Linked DNA regions of Zea mays: regions 2 and 3 are each linked to region 1. The links are chromatin contacts, called in public Hi-C maps. All regions are on one chromosome and are shown on one strand. The core of a region is the stretch at or near the end of the contact, and the rest is flanking DNA. Distances in the headings are between cores, read along the strand shown.

Region 1 (3,168 bases), core at 447-2,946:
GAACGCATCCTACAGAAAATGCCGCGGTGACAGATCTTGCATTGCAGCAGCGGCAAAAGTACCTTGATGGCCTTGAGCAGGTCGTAGCCGGTCATCTCTGGCATGCAGTAGTCCGTGAGCACCATGTCGATGGCCTGCTCCTGCAAAGTGTCGCAAGTTTGGCTTAGCTCAACATTTTTAATAAGGTGGTAATAATAAATAAATAAATAAAGAAAGAACTGAACTGTTTGAGGCACAGAAATTTAAGGTAAAAAAAAGGGAGCCCTGAAAGAAAAAGAAAAGGAAAGGTAAAGTAAAGGAGCCCAGAGTGTAGGCACCATACTGTCCCTAGTTCCCTGCTACGCTCTCCCCATCCCGTGCTGAGCTTTTACAGGACATGCCAAAATCAAGACTCATATTTAACCACTGCCGCTGCCTCTAATGCGGCCGTAACACTGTCATAAAGCATTCTATATTAGCTCACTAGTATTAGGGCAGCAGCAGCACTATATAAACAAAAACGCAGCTCTGTGGAGAGGCAGCAGCAGTGAGCCAGTGAGAGCATGTGGGAGTGTGGGCTGTGGGCGTAAGACGGACGGCACGGCAGGTTTTTTTTCTTTTGCTTTACCGCCATGAAAAGCGGCGACCTTTTGCTTCCAAAAGGGGGGCGGAGAACAGAAGCCGTCACGCGCGCATGCGCAGACGGCAGACGGACGCGTGGGCCGTACGGTACGGCGCGGCCGGCGGCGCTGGGCCGGCAGGTGGTGCAGGAGCCCATGCTGCCATGCACCCTCTCTGTGTGAGCTCCAACTGGAGTACCCGCCGTCCTTGAGCACCCTCTCTGTGTCAGCTCCAGCTGGAGCACCCTCTCTGTGTGATCGGTTTGCTAATTCTACTACTAATCCTGCGCTGGTGTACGTATCCGCCTTCAGGCAAAGCTCGGCGGATGGTCTCTGACTCTGAAATGAGCATCGAGGAGGGAGGCAGAGGCAGGTGGTTCGGCTCTGGTTACCTTGCCGCCGTCCTTGAGGCCGAGGAACTCCATCGCCTTCTTGGCGCTGTCGACGGCGATGACTGGATGAAACATTGTTACACGAGCTGTTTAGAATTTGATTCTAAAACACGGCGAAAGAATCGATAAGAAAGAAAATTGGGAGGAGGTGTGGCTGTGTGAGCTCAGCTCACAGGAGATGTGGCTGACCGTGGAATGAGCCGGCGCAGGAGTTGCTGCTGAGGAGCAGCTGCGCCACGCGGCGGTCGACGGGGGAGTCGTCCACCAGCAGCACCCTCATCACCCCCTCCGCTCCTGCTCCTCCTGCTTCCATCTCCGTCGGCCGCTCTCGCTCGTCTCTCGTCGCTACCCCTCGGCTCCTCTGCTTCAGTGTCCCTCTGCTCTTTCTCTCCAGACGGCGCGGCGGCAGTGCCAGCGTCTCAGGCGTCAGCAACAAAAGATTCTTCTCTACTTGTGGGTGGCAAGGGAGATGGTTGCCGGCCGCGTGCTCTTATAAAGCGTGACGCCACAGGTGGCCACAGGTCGAGGACGAAGGAAGAGAGAGAGAGGGGGTGATGAAGACGAGGAGCGAGGAGGCGGCAAACCTCTGACGGCTAGTAGGACAGGGCCGGGGAGGTGGAGGTATAGTATGGTGTCAGGACTCAGGCAGGCAGGCAGGCAGGCCGCAGGCGTGTGTGATGACTGATGAAGGAGGAGAGCGGGAAGAGAGGGAGGGACTAGGGAGACACTGTCTGAAGAACGAAAGAAGAGAACGAAGGGGAGGCGCGCGGGCCCCACACGCTCGCCCAGTGGGTCCCGCAGCAAGGGTGGCTGGCGGGGCACGGGAATTGCTTTCCCCTCTAGATTTTGCTGTCGGGGAATCTCTCCACACACCACCCTCCCTCCTAGTCCCCTCAACCTTCGGCTCTTTTTCTTCATCCCTCCAACCTTTTTTTCCGTCTCATCATTTTCGCCCCTTCTCTTTCTTGATCGCCAGAAAGATTATGCGGCAATAAAATCCGACTTCGGGCTAGGTGCCCTTTGCTGCTTTTTAAAGAAACAATGGCAAAAAAAAAAGGCCATGCATGGTTGCAACTCAACTAGTTATAATCTATACTCTAATAGGGTGTTTGGTTTGAGTAATAAGTTAGTCCATCATATTTTCACTCTTCACTATAGATATATTCGTTTCAGCTTTGTTTCTAGCAGGCTGCTCTGAATAGGCTTGGCAATGGGGCGGGTTCGGGTCGGGTCCCCGCGGTTTTAGACCCGACGGTGTTCGGGGCGGGTTTAAATTTTTACCCGCGGGGCCATGGTTTCGGGGACCCGGATTAATTCGGTTTCGGGGTGGTTCTATATTTTCACCCGTGGGTTTTTTTGCGGGGACCCGAAACCCGTAGTAAAGAGTCAGCCCACTAATTGAAACTAGCCAGCCTAGCCCCACATTGAAAACCCTAGCACCGTAGCGGTAGTGCCCACCGCCAATCGGCCACCAACCCACGCTGCCGCCTGCCGCAGTGCCACGCACAAGCACAAACGCACGCAGTCGCTCTCGCTCGCCTTCGCCTCACCGGCCACCGCCCTCGCGTTTGCGCGTCACTCCGCGAGACCGCGACCGCGTCTCCGGGCTCCGGCTCTGCGCGTCACGCCGTCACCTGCTACGTGTCACTCGGTCACCGACTCACCGCGTCTGCGGCTCTGCGCGGCGCGCCTGCGCCTGACTGCCTCCGCCTCCGGCCTCCGCTCGGCGGCGCTCGTCCCTCACGGCCTCACCCAGTCACCGCAACCTCTCCCTCGGCGCCGGCGGCTTAGACCTTGGCCTCCCTCGTCCGGCCTCCGCTCGCCGCCTCGCCCCTCGGCCCCTCAGTGACTCCTGTTGGTGACAGGTAAGTATAGCAGTATAGATTAGTATAGATTAGTTATGCAGCTAGTAGTTCTTAGGGTCCCTTTAACTTTTTGCATTTTTTCAGAATATTAGGGTGAAGTGAAATGTCGACTCCAGGTACTAGTAGTTCTCATGCTCCTACAACCGGAGCAGCTATTGGATCTCAAGTGGAAACAGAAGCAGCAGCGGGCCCTTGAACCCGTGCACGTGCAGCAGCAGGAGCACCTCCATCTGATTTAGCAACTGCAGCAGGTGATGTGTTAAAAATAGAGGATGATGTTGCTGTTGGTAGTAAGAGGAAACCAGGACCAAA
Region 2 (3,308 bases), core at 777-3,276, 150 kb before region 1:
TCATGTCGACCGATGCCTGTTTTTTTACCACTGAAATAGACTTTAAATAAAGGTGGTGCCGCCGGAGCAAAAGCATACTATACTACTACGAGTGGTATGGTAACGTAGCTACTAAACAGGAGCGCCGGCTGCTTTGTTGGACTGTACTAGAACCGCAACACCGCTCAGGCTTTCACACACCACATGGCACCACATGGGCGCATGGCGCTGCGCGCGCGCGCGCCCGTTCCCACGACACGGGGGAATTGGCTGGGGGCTGGCTGCCTGGCTCGCCTGTTGGCTGTTGCTGTTGGACAGGGCCGCGGACGCGGGAGAGAAAAGAGGCGGGCACGCTTTGCCTTGCCGGCTTGCCTGCCGCAACGTGACGGCTGCTGGGCTGGCTTTCTCTTCTTGGTGGGGGGCGCGGTTGCATGCCGGGTCGGCGAGGAACACGCTGACGCGCCCCTAGTCAGTGATCAGTCAGCTAGGCAGCCCTAGGTATAGGTGTACATTTGGGCCGGGCCTGATGGGCCGGCCCGAAGCACGGAAAAAAAGCACGGCCCAGACACGACACGGCCCGAAATAATTTAGTGCCGGGCCGGCACGGCCCGTTATATCGGGCCGGGTTTGGGCCGAGGTCACGGCCCATGGGCGGGCACGAGCACGACCCGTTTAAGGCGGGCACGAAAAGACCCATATAGAGGCATGAAAAGGCCCATATATTTATTAAAACACACTTCATTCCACACTTCCATATACTTGATAAAAAAACACAAAGCTAGAGATAATGCTAGTTAGATGTTTTTTGTATCTTTGAATTAGAGTGTGTGATGTAATTTTAATTTTGTTATGAACATTAGACAATAAACTGAACTTATGAACTTTGTATAGAGCTGATTATACTCTTTTTTATTCTAACAAAATGATTTATAAACGAGGTAGTCATTGCATAGCTGTGGTAACTTTAATACAAATATTAAGTTTAATTTTGTTCAAATTTATTTGTCTTATCTTTGTTTTATTATTTTTTTGAATTTAGGGCTCTAATGTGAATTTCGGGCCAAAAACTGAATTTCGGGCCAAAAATTGAATTTCGGGCCCTAATGTGAATTTCGGGCCAAAAATTGAATTTCGGGCTTTTATAATTTCGGGCCGCCCGAAATAAGCCTGGCACGTTTAAGCAATTACGGGCCGGGCCGTGGGCCGAGGGCGAGGCCCATGAGCCGGCCCGGCACGGCCCGAAATTTAAACGGGCCGAGCCGGCCCGAAATTCAAACAATACGGGCCTTTTCGGGCTTGGGCCGGGCCGGGCCAGGCGGCCCGAATGTACACCTATAGCCCTAGGCATTTAGTAGGCCTAGCTCGTAGCACGGGCCTACCTGCCAGCGGGCGCGGGTCGGCGCTCAGTTGAGCAGCCTGACGGCCGGCAGCAGACGACGCCTGCCGCTGCCGGCCATGGTACGCGTCGTCGAGCGCAGCACCGGCCACGCATGCTGCGTCGTTACTACTGTTACCAGCGGCTACATACACGGCTCCTAGTACTAGTACTACTTCCTACTCCTACTTGTTGTAGCAGCAGCATATAGCACGGTGGTCCGTGGTCAGTGGAGTAGCCACAGCCCACAGTCCACAGACAGGGCCCCGGGCGGCCAGGCCCCGTCGGTACGTACCGTCGTCCTGTCTGTCTGTGGCTCGATCTCGAGAACGAGAGGCCCCAGTCGCGCCCATGTGAGCGTGCCCAGGCTCGCTCGATGCCCGCCCGCCTCGTGGCTCAGGCCAGGCCGTGCGGGCAAGCGCCGGGGAGACAGGCCGGATCGGCATGGCCCACGCCGCGCCGCGCCGGCCCCGTCCGGGCAGCGTCGGGCGCGGGGAGGTGACAGCACGAGACGGGGCGCGTGGGTGGGGGCACTCCACGCTCGCCCGTACGGGTACGTATCAGCGCTGGCCGGGCAGGAAAGATTCGCGCTCGCGCCGTGGGTGGGGGCAGGACGGAAGATGCAGGAGCAGCGCGCGTACGGCAATGCGTGCATCGGCCTTGGCCTGGGTGGGTGGTCCGGCCGTCCGGGTGGGGGCGCCATCCGTAGCCAGCCACTCGCCCGTGAAAGCTTTTACTTCTACGGAAAGAACCGAGGCGCGGCCCGCGGGCGCCAACCTGTTCCCACCCATGTAGCCACCCCCCACCCACCCACACCACACACACACCCACCGCGCGCAGCGCAGTCCATCCATCCACGCACACGCGCACCCGTCCCTCTCGGCGCCCCTCTCCCCCCTCCTCCACTCCGCTGCTGCCTGCTTGCCTCCTCCTTGCCGCCGCGACCGCGACCGCCGTTCGCTGTCGAGGCCAGAGGAGAGGAGTGGTCAAGTCCGAGGCCACCTGCCCAGGCTCAGACCTCCCCCGCCACAACGCGAGCCGCATCGCCTCGTCTCCTCCACGCCATACACGCCCGCCTTCCCTTCCCCGGCGACCAGGACCCCTCGCCCGCGGCGCCAGCGAGCTCCCCCGGCCAGTCGTAGGCCTCCCGGAGCTCAGCACGCACGCAGGTGGGTCCAGTGAGGCCTGGTTGTGCGCGTTCCTGCGGGCGTCGTCGGGGCAGATCCATGGAACTCAGCCGCCCGCAGCGCGGATAGTACTGCACTTGTGCACCAGCCACCAGCGGATCGCCAGGACTGCCCACCTGCTGCTGCTTGTGTCGCTAGCCATTTTTCGGGCGTCTGGCTTGGAGGATATGGCCGCGGCGATGGACGCGCCCAACCCTGGAGCGGCTGCTGGCCCAGGTTCGGATTCCTGTCTCTAGCAACTAGCAGTCTAGCTGCTGAATTTTCTCGCTCCTATACTGCTGCCCTGTACTTGCAAGCTATGCCTTCTTTGAATCCGCTGCGGCTTCGCTAAAATTGGCTTGCGCGAAACTGAGGCACTCAAGTCACTGGGGCCTGGATGGGGTCGAGTTGGTTGGGTGGACTTTAGTAGTTGACTAATTTCTGTGGAGAAACGTCGCGGAATTCTCATGATTTCAGTTGGCATCAGTAAGTGGAGATTTTAGGGGAACCAACAATTTTCCTTAATATTTGGCTTGCCAACTCTCGATGATTCGTTTAGATCGTTATCTGTCAAGCGTCGACAGTGTGGTTTCATATTTTGACCACGTTTCTCCTTGTACAGAGGCATGCGTGTCACACCAAGTTCTCAAATGGGGGAAAAACTTTGGATCTGGGACCTATTACATATCTGGATCTGTTACTTTAGTGTCTGCTATATGTGGCTAGTTTAGCACCAGTATTGTTGCTTCTCGAACAGGGTATTTTGACGTGGTAGATCCATGCACTCC
Region 3 (3,039 bases), core at 496-2,995, 190 kb before region 1:
ATTTGAGCGACAAAGGATGAAAACAATAACCTTATTGCGCGGTGCTTTCTCTTCAGGCTCTTCTGAATCTCCAAGCAAGCTCTTCTTTTTACCAGCTTTTGATTTTGGCAAGAATGCCACAACAGCTAAAGGACAGGTACAATGTAATCAGTATTACATAAGTATGCGAGATCATATAAAGGAAGATCATGCTGGAAAACAATAATACATACGATGGGTCCTCCCAAACGAAGATTTCTGCTCATATTCTGGATCTGTAGGGTCCACAGGATAACCCGAACGGGCGAAGTAAACATGAGCATACAAAGAGCCATTATGCTTGAGAGCCTGTAACAGTACATACACAAAATTTAAAAGAAATAGACCATAAATGCATGAAATAATGTTTAATGTTACTGCAGTTAGTAGCCTACCTCTGACGGATAGTACGTTAATGACCGTGTTCTAGTACTGGTAGGTCCCCAGACTGCATATGGTATGTTTGCCTCGTGCCAAATAAGTGCATCCTCATTAGCAAAATCGTTGAACTTCTCGTTCTCTGACAAATACATCCACATATCCTGCAGCAAAATAGCCACAATGCACTTGGTGTTTATAGAAATTCAAAAATGGCTACTGGCCCAGGGAAGGCCTAACGAATGAACTCTGCACTATACATTTTGTCGAATATGCTGATACTACAGCAACAAAATCCACATGGTACAATTACAGAGTTTGAAAACTGAATCCAACAGCCAACCTTGAACACACCAAACCTAATCTAAACAACTAGGAGATATTTCCATTCCAGCATAAACATAACGAACAACCCCTCCTCTGTCCCAAATAGATTATTCAAAAGTCAAAACCCTAGCTTAAACACTACAAAAGTTCTAAACATAAAGTCACCAATAGCACTGCACCTACATGTTCACACAACTTGCTGAATTCAGCAGCAGCATGTCATGACCAAAGTTCACAAAACTTCTAGGGTTTATACTATTTCTGAAAAAATCATTAGCAACAATCAGCTTAGCCTCCTGAGATCCAATTAACACACCCAAAGCGCTATCCTTTTTTATCACAATAAAAGGAATGTTGGTGATGCAGAACACCAATATGAGGTGATCACTAGGCCTGAAAATATCTCCCTTGCACTCGAACAAGTAAAAACAAACGCTTCTGCGTCCGCTAAGTAGTCAATTCCTCTTGCGAACAGCACCCATGAGTGCCCCTAACAACTACAGCTTCCGGATCACAGCAACCAAAGGAAAGGTCAGACAATTAAATCCTAAAATTACCTTGACATCAGAACAAACATAACCAAACTACCCGCACTACAGAACCTAAACCCACTGACGAGCAAGCCGCGATCGACCTAAGACGCATCTTCGAACCGAAATCTCGCAAGATGGCCGAGGACGTTCTCACCATTGGCTCGCCCTTCTGGAAGAGGTTGGACATGAGCATCCCGGGGTCCGCGGGTGGGCGCTTGGGCCCGAAGAACTTGGACGCAAAGTACCAGAACACCGCCATCCGCACGATGCCTGCGATGCTCTGCCCCAGGCCGCCCTGGCGCCCCGCGGGGCCGCGACCCTGCGGCTGCGCCGCCGCGGCCACCGTCGCCGCCGGCTGCGACATGGCCGCCGGCGAAACTGGATCGGAGCCGAGGAGGGGCGCCTAGATGGGACTGTAGAGGAGGTTTTTCGGTTTGTGTTTTTCTCGATTGCGTGATGCGTTCGGAATTTTTAACCGGGGGCGGTTTTGCGTTACTTTACATCTGATTTTACAGATAAGGGCGTCAGTTGTTCCGTAATTGACTCCCTGTTCTGTTTGTGCTGCCAGCGGTTGGCCCGTTGCCGATTGGCTTTGTGCTTTGGAGTAATTCTTGAGGACTTCGGGGCCTGTTAGAGATGGAAGCACAATATGTGCTGCAGCTGGGATTTGCATAACGAGGCATGTGGCCATCCTGATGGGAAGCAAAATGCTAGACGTACACGTACCACTGTGGCAGTGGCAGCTCCTGAAAAGCAAAGTATTGCCGACTCGAATAAATAAAAATAATTGAAGTGACATTATTACATACAGAGAAAATAAGTGTAGCTATGGTATTTATACCGGTAAAACTTTCTTAAATTAATTAGCAATATTTGTATCTAAAAATAAGTTTATTATAAAATTAAATTCAACGGTCTATCTACTAGTTATATATTATAAATATTAATGTTTTATACTCCATCTATTCACAAGTATATTACGCGGTTGATTTTTTCAAAAGATTAATCACTCATTTTATTTGAAATGTAAAATGTTAAGTCACGCTTGATAAAATAAATTATAACAAAATAAATGATATGTCATGTTTTTTAGTAAGCCGAATGATTACAATTTTGGGGAAAAGTCAAGTAGAGAGTATATATTTGGTCAAAGTTAAAAATATTTACTTCTCAAAAAGCGTGAACGATATTTGGAACAGAGAAAGTACATTAAGATTAATGTTCCAATGTTTGCCTCCTCACTCGGTAGCACCCTTTATGGCGTGTATAGAGGTTTAGGTGATATTAATAGTTTAGGAGAGGTATCACGTATAATTTTATCTAACCTGAAAGAAAATTACAAAGACATCGTCTAGTAAGTATGAGAAAAAACTTTCTTAGTGTTAGTTTGGAAACTCTATTTTTCCAGTAAAAAATAACTAATTTCTCTTGAAAGATATAAAACCCTTGGAAAAAATTAGGTTTCTAAACTAGCCCTTAGACAACTTTCGCACTATAGAGGTATCGTCTATTGTATTACATATGAACACATATCATTCAACAATTGAATACTCTTTAGACTACTATATTCACATAGTCGCTTGTCTATTACTATAGAGTATCTGGTTAACACGGTATTGTCTTAAAGATTATGGTTGCCTGAACAATTATACATATCCTTATGTATATAACAACAGGTAGTGCAAAAATGTGTACATCTTACCTTATGCTACAGAATATCGTATCTTGGCTAAATTGGATGCACCTTAGTAGAAACATAAATATAAAATGTATGGGATCGAAT

Evidence for each region. A called contact is a pair of places that touch in the nucleus more often than the background predicts.
Region 2: a Hi-C map of leaf shows a contact between it and region 1, with 5 times the contacts expected there. The contact joins the promoter of LOC103646418 here to the promoter of LOC100217235 in region 1. A contact is called at or near these places in 3 of 25 Hi-C or Micro-C datasets (bundle sheath, leaf and leaf mesophyll).
Region 3: a contact with region 1 is called in a Hi-C map of leaf, with 8 times the contacts expected there. The contact joins the promoter of LOC100381598 here to the promoter of LOC100217235 in region 1. A contact is called at or near these places in 3 of 25 Hi-C or Micro-C datasets (ear, leaf and tassel).

Annotation. Positions count from the first base shown.
Region 1 is chr2:49,243,192-49,246,359 of Zm-B73-REFERENCE-NAM-5.0, reverse strand. It overlaps LOC100217235 (RR1-Corn type-A response regulator), which reads right to left and starts at 1,696. Exons shown (of 6, transcript NM_001143590.1): 1 at 1,181-1,696; 2 at 992-1,053; 3 at 63-140. The coding sequence starts at 1,304.
Region 2 is chr2:49,392,605-49,395,912 of Zm-B73-REFERENCE-NAM-5.0, reverse strand. LOC103646418 (auxin response factor 9) reads left to right here and starts at 2,026. Exons shown (of 14, transcript XM_008671153.3): 1 at 2,026-2,757. The coding sequence starts at 2,709.
Region 3 is chr2:49,433,673-49,436,711 of Zm-B73-REFERENCE-NAM-5.0, reverse strand. It overlaps LOC100381598, which reads right to left and starts at 1,745. Exons shown (of 12, transcript NM_001329499.1): 1 at 1,411-1,745; 2 at 414-560; 3 at 213-327; 4 at 31-125. The coding sequence starts at 1,620.